Regions from separate parts of the Sus scrofa genome. Here region 1 is linked to region 2. Evidence: chromatin contacts called from public HiChIP or PLAC-seq data. All regions are on one chromosome and are shown on one strand. Each heading gives the region's core, a stretch centred on a gene start, on an enhancer-like site or on the middle of the called end of the contact. The rest is flanking DNA. Distances are from core to core; before and after follow the strand shown. Region 1 holds the start of NT5C (5'(3')-deoxyribonucleotidase, cytosolic type). Region 2 holds the start of GALK1 (galactokinase).

Evidence for each region. HiChIP or PLAC-seq counts read pairs in DNA pulled down with a chosen protein or histone mark.
Region 1: a contact with region 2 is called in an H3K27ac HiChIP or PLAC-seq map of alveolar macrophages, with 4 times the contacts expected there. The contact joins the promoter of NT5C here to the promoter of GALK1 in region 2. A contact is called at or near these places in 2 of 47 Hi-C or Micro-C datasets (mesenteric adipose tissue and subcutaneous adipose tissue) and 1 of 2 datasets of contacts at active chromatin or transcription factors (alveolar macrophages).

Annotation. Positions count from the first base shown.
Region 1 is chr12:6,160,948-6,165,303 of Sscrofa11.1, reverse strand. It overlaps NT5C (5'(3')-deoxyribonucleotidase, cytosolic type), which reads right to left and starts at 2,884. Exons shown (of 4, transcript XM_021066663.1): 1 at 2,554-2,884; 2 at 2,107-2,207; 3 at 1,656-2,029; 4 at 1,161-1,537. The coding sequence starts at 2,862. The coding sequence ends at 1,356. It overlaps ARMC7 (armadillo repeat containing 7), which reads left to right. Exons shown (of 3, transcript NM_001243806.1): 3 at 1-1,163. The coding sequence ends at 16.
Region 2 is chr12:5,639,457-5,643,919 of Sscrofa11.1, reverse strand. GALK1 (galactokinase) reads right to left here and starts at 1,908. Exons shown (of 8, transcript XM_003131193.2): 1 at 1,659-1,908; 2 at 758-947; 3 at 3-122. The coding sequence starts at 1,823.

The DNA of each region.
Region 1 (4,356 bases), core at 1,635-4,134, 520 kb before region 2:
CCCACAGCAGCCTTGATCCAAGGGGAGGTCAGGCCACAGCACCCACCGTGCCAGAGACAAGACAGGACAGTGCCCCGGGGACCAGGGAGCAGGAGCAGCAGAGCTCCCTTGAGCACCTTCTCCCCGCCTGGCACTTTTCAGCTAAAGGTGAGCGTATTTATTTATACTCTGATGAAAGGCATCAGGAGATGAGTGAGGAAGCCAGACAGACCCCGAGACACAGGAAGAAGGAACCTGAAGGTGCCATTTTCACCGGCTGCCACTCTGACCAGCTAGAGGCGAAGGTCCTGCCTCCTGGCCACCCCACTGCCAGCTCTCACCTTGTGTCCCTAGATCCAGAGGCTCTGCAGAAGGCATCTCTCCTGAGGAGCAGCTAGGCCTGGGGCTTAGCACTTCCCAGCGTAAGGAACCAGGCATTTTTCCATAATGGAAGCTTTATTGTCCAAAGTATTTCAGGGCCCTGGGAAGCTGGGGAGGGGTTGCGCCCAGTGCTGGAGGCCAGGTACCTGCCCCACAAGCTTGCCAGGCTGGGCACATGGATGCTGACCTGGAACTCTAGGGCCCAGAGTTAACTGTTTATCCACACAGGCCTGTCAGCCAGGCACCATGCTGGGGGCTTCGAAGACCGAGACATGGTCCCTGCTCTTGGGTGCTGCAGCCGCCTGACTGCAAACCTGGCCATTGGGCATGAAGACGGAGGCCGTGAGGCCAGTGACACATCAGAATACAGGCACAAACTCCCAGAGCTGTGTTCTCTCCCTTCCCCACCCCAAGGCCCCTACCTGGAAGCCCTCGCCCGCCTCTGCCATCAGGGTTAGTGAGGGCGAGTCCCTGCCCCTGGCTTCAGGGATGCTCCGTGCTCCAGGGGACGGGGCTGGATTCTGACAAAAGCATGAGGCTGAGGCCAGTGCACACGGCTCAGCCCAGGGAAGAGGCACAGGCCCTCATGGAAAGTGAGCTTCGGGACCAGTGGAAGGTCCTGGCCCCCCTTCAGCACGTCTTCAAGGTTGACCTTGTACATGGCCAAGGAAAGGTGGGTTCGAGAGGAATGGGACTAAGGGACTGAGGAGGCAAGGAGGGAGGCGAAGGCCGCCCCCTCAGCCTGTTCCAGCCCCTGTAGGGCTCCTGCCCCTTCGCTTCCCAAATAAAAGGCCTTAAGAGAGCAGTGAGCAGTGCTTTATTTAAAAGGTTCCTGATTTCCCACTAGGTGGCCATGCAGCTACCCCGGGAGGTTCCAGAGGGCAGTGCTGAGGGGTCCCTGCCACCATGCTGCCCTGGCACCCAGTCGTGCCGGGGTTCCCTGCTGGCCTGCCTCCCCTTCCTCCAGATCCTGTCCACTGCCACTGCCCCTTGGCTCATGCATGCAGCAGACCCAGGCCGGGCGGGCCCCGCCACAGGACTTCCCGCTTGCTGTCTATAATCTCCTTCCAGTTGTCACTCCAGGAGAGTAGCCGCCTCCTGGTCGGGGGCAGGGCCAGGTGCTGGTTGTGGCAGCAGGTGAACAAGATGTGCTCCCAGCTTGGGGTCTCCTCTTGGCCTGTGACAGGACGCAGAGGAAGGCAGGGGACGCAATGGGTGACGTGGTGATCTCTACCCCCTCCCTCGTATCCCAGCAGGCCCAGTGCCCGGAGGGTGCCAAGGAAAATGGCTCCTACCTTGAATGGTGTCCTTGTCATCAATGAGCAGGTCCCCCAAGACCATGGTCTTGTCCCTCGTCAAGATAATGCGCTCCACAAACTGGGGCCCCAGGTGCTTCTCCACCCAGCCGTACTGTGTGGTGGGCACAAGTCTGTCAGGAGGGCCGGACGGACCCCGGAATTCAAGGCCAGCGAGCAAGTAGGTGGGAGGGTCTGCCGCCCTTGAAGCTATCGTCCCCTCCCCCCACCCCCACCCCCGACTTTGTGTGTTTCTGCTGGTTTCTTTCAAAGATGGGGCCTTAGGACCCTGGGTGTGCCGCCAGTGCCGCACCTTCTCGCGCACGCAGTGGTCATACTTGAGCAGCGGGCTGGTGCAGATGAAGACCTCAGTGCTGCGGGAAGGGGCGCGGGTCAGACAGGGTGGTGCCAGCCCCTGCTCCCCCCCACCTCCCTCCCGACCCTTCCTCACTCCTGCATGTCATTCATCTCCCGCATGGCTTCCAAGGCTCCAGGGATGGGCTCCAAGTTTAGGAAGAAGCCTGGGGCTTCATACACACTGGCCACTTTGTCCTGAAAGATACAGTGTTCCTGTCCTGGCTCTGCTCCCAGCCGATCTCGCCAGCCCCAGCGAGGACTCTCAAGATTCCTGGGGGAAGGGGGGCGCCTCGATCCCCACATCAGAGCCTCAGGGAGGGGACTTTGTTTAGGGGTAAGTACTCCTCCAGACTGTCTTGTCCTGGGACGAAGTGTGGATTCTGAAGTGAAAGCTTTGTCTCTGGACGTGGAGCACAGGCGGTCCTGACCCAAGGGGGAAGGCGCCCCACTCCCAGGTGCCCAGGAGGTTGGGGCTTCCCGTTTGGGACACTGGGGTCGGGGCTCCCGGTTCCCCCTGATCCTCGCCTCTCCCCCCACCTACCGCCAGGTCGGGGCGCAGGGCTCGGTACTGCTCCCGGGCGAAGAAGCCGCGGCGCTCCTCCAGCGGCACGTACGGCTCCCTGGGGAAGTTTCGCTGGAAGCCCCGCAGCAGGCCGGCCTCGAAGTCCGCCAGCACGCCGTCCATGTCCACCAGCACCCGCACGGGCCGCGCGTACCTTGCCGCCATCACCGCGAGGCACGGGCCGGCCGGAAGCATGGACGCGCGCGGAAACCCGGGCCGGAGCCGAGTTGAGCTCCGCGCCGGGACGGCGGCTTCCGGGAGGGGGCGGGGGGCGGGGCTAATTTGCATGGACGCCGGGTTGCCCCGCCCCCCGGAAGCACCGGGCCTCCCCCAGTGCCCCAGCAGCCGGCGCGGAGGTGGCCTGAGCTGCTCTTCTGGTCTGAGGCCGCGCCTACGTGCACCCCAGCCACCCTGCGCTCGGTGGCAGACGTCCTCGCTCACCTCAGACGTTTCTTGGGGCAGACCTTCCAGGGGCCCGGCAGAGGGTCTCTCCTAAATACAGATCAACGGCTTCTGAGAAGGAGCCAAGGCTGCTTAAACCCGTGAGCTGACGCCCCCTTTTAAGAATCCATCCCTGTCCTCCCTGCTTGTGGGGACTCTGGAGCAGAGCTCCCGCCACGTCAAGGCAGCACCAACCCAAGGCTCAAATCATGGGGACTCCCAGTGACCGAAGTGAATGAATCTGCTGAAGACAGCGGGTTCTTGTGAACAGAGCTCCTCAGACACCAATTCATAAACCAGAGCTGGCTTGAAACATGGGAGCATCTGCTTTAAGCATCCGGTTCACCTGGAGGAGGAGACTCAGGTAACCCAGACCATCCTCCTTTTTGTGGAACTGACACTCTTCTAGAATTGGAGTTATATCCTCCTCTAGAAAATGCTGAACGTCCGAATGTGTTATTGATTCTCCTTTTTGTAGATTTCACGTGTAAATTTCCTGACTACGTATAAATGTATTTACCTACAAACTAGATTCAGATTTGAGTTAAGTCACCCATCTTCCTGTAGTTTCCCAGTTGAGCACCCCAGTACTTCCAAATGGAACAGAAGAAGCTTTAGGAAGGGGAACCTGGTGATCAATTTTGAAATTCTACAATGGGCATTAGCAATAAATACAAAGCCACTGAGGTCACACAATTGTGTAAAAAGTCCACAAAATGCTGATTCTCCTGCTATCATCATTTTAAGATCATTCAACTTCACTTTGTAAACCCTAAGCTTTTTTTTTTTTTTTTGCTTTTCAGGGCTGCACCTGCAGGATATTGAAGTTCCCAGGCTAGGGGTCAAATCAGAGCTGTACCCCCTGGCCTGTGCCACACCCACAGCAACACCAGGCCAGAGCCGTATCTGTGACCTACACCACAGCCTAAGGCAACACAGGATCCTTAACCCACTGAGCGAGGCCAGGGATCGAGCCCGCATCCTCATGGATCTTAGTGGAGTTCGTTAACCGCTGAGCCAGGAAGGGAACCCCAAACCCTAAGCCTTCTAAGGGGAAAGTTCAACACCCTTAGCAAACATGTTTATATAGAATTTTCTGAAATGTGAAATAGTACCAAAATGACTGGCAGAACTGTCCCTCAGAGCACGTTTGGACTAGGCATTTACCTTCATGAAATAAAGACAAAAGCCAAGTTCACAAGTTGTAACACAAATGGGGGACATCTCTTTCCCAGAGCTCCATTGTTAGAGAGAAGGGTGCAGGTGCTCCACCTCTGAACTCCTAACTGAAACCGCAACTCAGGCTATGTGTAGGGCTAACCTGTCTTAGTGAAACTGGAA
Region 2 (4,463 bases), core at 659-3,158:
ACCTGGGCAGAGCTGCTGCAGGAAGGTATACGTGGCCACTTCCAGGGATGCTGAGCTGGACAGCCCACCCCCTAGTGGCACTGAGCTGACCACCACTGCACTGAAGCCAGGGAGGGGGGCAGCTGCAGGGGAAAGAATGGAGGATGGTAAGATGGGCCATCGGGCAAGATGGGCACAGGAAGGGCATGTGTTCTGGCACAAAGGGTGGCATCTGCCTGGCAGCTGCTTCCAGGGGATATGCCTCAATTGTCAGAGGCCATCAAACTGCTGGGCCAAGGGGTCCGCTGCCCTCCATCCTCCTACCCTGAGGTTCTCCTGGTTTAGGGTTCTGGACACCAAGAGGCTGGGGTTTCTTTTTTCTTTTTTTGCTTTTTATGGCTGCACCCAAGGCATGTGGAGGTTTCCAGGCCAGGGGTCGAATCAGAGCTACAGCTGCCGGCCTACGCCACAGCCACAGCAGTGCCGGATCCTTAACCCACTGAGCGAGGCCAGGGATGGAACCCACAACCTCATGGTTCCCGTCAGATTCGTTTCCGCTGTGCCACGATGGGAACTCCTAGGCTGGGGTTTTCAATTCGGCTCCTCCAGTCATGGAATGGGCAACCCAGAGCAAGTTCTGGAAGCTCTCACCTGGGGCATCAGTTTCCCCACCTGTACAATGGGAATACCCCCGCCCTGGATGCCTACCCCACAGTGGATTAGGTGGGCTAAGGAGCTTTGCGGCTGAGAGGTGGCACTCCTGGTACCAGGTCCCTACCTGGATAGTGCTGGATCACTCCCTTCACATAGTTGGCCCAGTGCGGGGTCCCAGGCTCCAGCGGCCGCTTGTCTGTGGGCAGGGGAAACTGCAGCCGCCGGGGCTCATCGGCATCCTCAGAGGTGGTAAGGAGGGAGACAAGCCCATCCGTCCGGGGGCTGCCCACGAGCACAGTCACAAGCTCCAGAGCCTGGCAGGAGAAACCAAAAGTGTGCCAAACTCCCAGCACCACAGTTCTGAGGGATGCGGGGCCTGGGACAGACAAGGAGGTGACCCAAAGTGTCTCTGGGAAGAGCCTGCATACAGATCTGGCCTTGGGGACTTGGGTCCTGCCCCCCATGGGTCTTCAGGGCCGGGACAGCAGGAGTGCAGACCTGGACTCTGCCCTGAGCATGGGCTCTCAGCTGCGGGGCACGAGGGGGAGAGGGCACAACAGGGAAACCGAATCAGGAGCTCCTCTGATGCGTTTCCATTAGAAGGCAACCTCAAGGCACCGGGCTTGCTCACTAGCCAAGCTTGCACAGCTGCAGAGCCTGGTGGAAAGAGCCCCCGGCGGAGGCAGGTCCACCAAGATCCAGCTGTGTGACCTTGAGCAGCTCGTTAGCCCTCTCTGAGGCTCAATTCCCTCCTCTGCAAATTGAACCGGCGGAACCAGGAGGCTCAGGACTACTTCGCCCCGGTCTACGCTAGGGCCCCCTTCCGCATTCCCCCACAAGCCGCGGTGGCTCCCAGGGAGCCTACTTCCTCGGGGATTCCCAACTCCCTCCCTTCCAATGTGGGAAATGCCGCGTCTTAGGGTCTCTCCCACTTGCTCGTCCCCCAGCTCGGTGGGGGTAAAAGTTGGGTGCAGCGCGCCCACCAGTGCACGCGGGGAGATGGCGCCTCCCGCCCAGCCCCTCACCATGGGCAGCACCAGGCCCTGGTTGTAGTCCGTGTGCTCCCCAATGAGGTTGACGCGGCCCGGCGCCGACACGGCCAGCTCGGGCTCGGCCCCGAACTCCTCCAGGAAGGCTCTCCGGGCCCTGGCCAGCAGCTCCTCGGCCCGGGGCTGTTCCGAAGCGGCCATGACTCTCGCCCTGCAGCTCTGTCCGGCGCAGTCGGGTCGGCGCGGGATGCTCGGGGCGGGGCCGCGCGGCGTCGGCCCACAGAGCTGCTGGCGCCGCCCCGCCCCCGGGCCCCGCCCCGGGCCCCGCTGGCCCCGCCCCGCCCGCAGCTCCGGCCAAGTCCACCGGCTGGGCGAGCGGGGCCGACTGGAGGTGGGCTTTGGGAGGGGCCGCTGGGCGTCTGGTCGGGCGTGCGTGGCCTTGAGTGGTATTTGCCGGACTGGGCGATCTAAGCTGCCCTTCCCTGGTGCTGGTGTGCCACACCCCACCCCTGCACCCAGCCGGCTACCCACAGCCAGAGCAGTACCAGCACATCTGGGGTTCCCCAAGGGTTCTCAAAGCTCTCTCCCAAAAGTCCTAAAGTCCTGCAGCTGTGAGAGGTCACCAGCCCCCGATCATGGATCTCTAAGAGGGTGGATGGCCTGGCATTCAGAGTAAAGAGAGATAAAGAAAGCCAAGTTTGACCCCCTGTCCAGCTCCTTAGCAGTGTAGGAGCAAGGAGCGGGATGATGGACAGGGTGGGCCCAGCCCCTCCTGGAAGGACCCACCCAGCTGCCAAGGCAAGTTGGGCTGTTGGCACCAGCAAGTGCTTCCTCAGCCTGGAATCTTGGTCCCAGTGTCTGATACCCAGAGTCTGACACTGGCCGCCTCCTCTCTCACCAGCCTGCATCCTAAACCTTCAAACTGTCCTCGGTTCCTGCCCAGATGCCTGTTCATGGCTGGCCATCCCATATGAAAACTTGGAGGGGAAAGGCTAACATGTAAACAAACTCTTTGGAATTAGAGTGGGGGCTTTGGAAGGGTTGTGGCCAGGGCTGTAGCTCAGGGGTTTGCCCAAAGATCATTCACAAGTCAGCTCTGAAAACTCCTAGAAGTAAACATAGGTTCACCTTACACCACAGCTCACAGCAATGCCAGTTTCTTAACCCACTGAGAGAAGCCAGGGATCGAACCTGTGTCCTCATGGATACTAGTCAGGTTTCTTACCCCTGAGCCATGACGGGAACTCCATGGACATGTTTTCAAACATTTGTGACCTTGGCTTAGCCAATGGTTTTTCAGATGTGACACCGAAACCACAAGCAACAGAAGAAAAATGTGAACTGTACTTCATCAAGATAAAATACTTTGGAGTTCCCGTCATGGCGCAGTGCTTAACAAATCTGATTAGGAACCACGAGGTTGCAGGTTCGATCCCTGGCCTCAATCAGTAGGTTAAGGATCGGGCGTTGCCGTGAGCTGTGGTGTAGGTCGCAGACACGGCTCAGATCCTGCGTTGCTGTGGCTCTGGCGTAGGCCGGCTGCTACAGCTCCAATTCGACCCCTGGCCTGGGAACCTCCATATGCCACGGGAGCGGTCCTAGAAAAGGCAAAAAGACAAAAAAAAAAAAAAAAAAAAAAAAACTTGCCCATCTAAGGACACCATCAAGAAAGTGAAAAGACAAACTGGAGAATGGAAGAAACTATTTGCGAATAATATACTTAAGGGACTTGTATCAAGAACATGTAGGCGTTCCCATCATGGCTGAGTGGTTAACGAGTCCAACTAGGAGCCATGAGGTTGCGGGTTCGATCCCTGGCCTTGCTCAGTGGGTTAAGGATCCAGCGTTGCCATGAGCTGTGGTGTAGGTTGAAGATGCAGCTCGGATCTGGTGTTGCTGTGGCTGTGGTGTAGGCTGGCAGCTACAGCTCCAATTCGACTTCTAGCCTGGGAACCTCCATACACCACGGGTGGGGCCCTAAAAGGACAATAAATAAATAAGCAAATAAATAAATAGAGAGAAAATAACAAGTGTTATTGAGTATGTGGTGAAATCAGAACCTTCATACACTGCTGGTGGGAATGTCAAACAATCCAGCAGTTCCAACAATTAAGCTAACGATAGAGTTATCCTATGACCCATCAATTTCATCCCTAAATACACACCCAAGAGAATTGAAAACATATACCCATGGAGTTCCTGTCACGGCTCAGCAGTAACAAACCTGACTAGTATCCATGAAGATGAGGGTTCAATCCCTGGCCTTGCTCAGTGGGTTAAGCATCTGGCATTGCTGTGAGCTGTGGTGTAGGCTGCAAATGAGGCTCAGATTCTGCCTTGCCAGGGCTGTGGCGTAGGCTGGCATCTTCAGGTCCAATTCAAACCCTAGCCTGCAGGTTCAACCATAAAAAGAAAATAAAAAAGCTTGCAATAAAAGCAATTCCAAATTTCTTTTGATGGTCTGCGCCTTTTGAGGGGTCCTCGTAGGCAAAAGAAAACAAGACAAAACAGAGTGGCCTTTGGGGCCAGTTGCAATGGAATTAAACTCACAAAAAATGCCTCCCCACGAGGTAGTGGTGCATGAAGCCTCCTGGGCTCTGAGAATCCTTTACCCACCTCAGCCTTGATGTCCAACAGCTCTGAGCCCAAATTCTCTGCCTTGACTCAGGTGTGACTTCAGTCAGATGACTCAGTCTGAGCCTCAGTTTCTCATCTGTAAAGTGGGGCTCGTGTTCCCTTCCCAAGAGGCTGTCACAAAAGAAACTGAATGGGATCGTCTTTGAAGCGTGCGCAGCCCAGCCCCTGATGCGTAGTAAGCGCAGAATAAATGTTTGCTCTTAT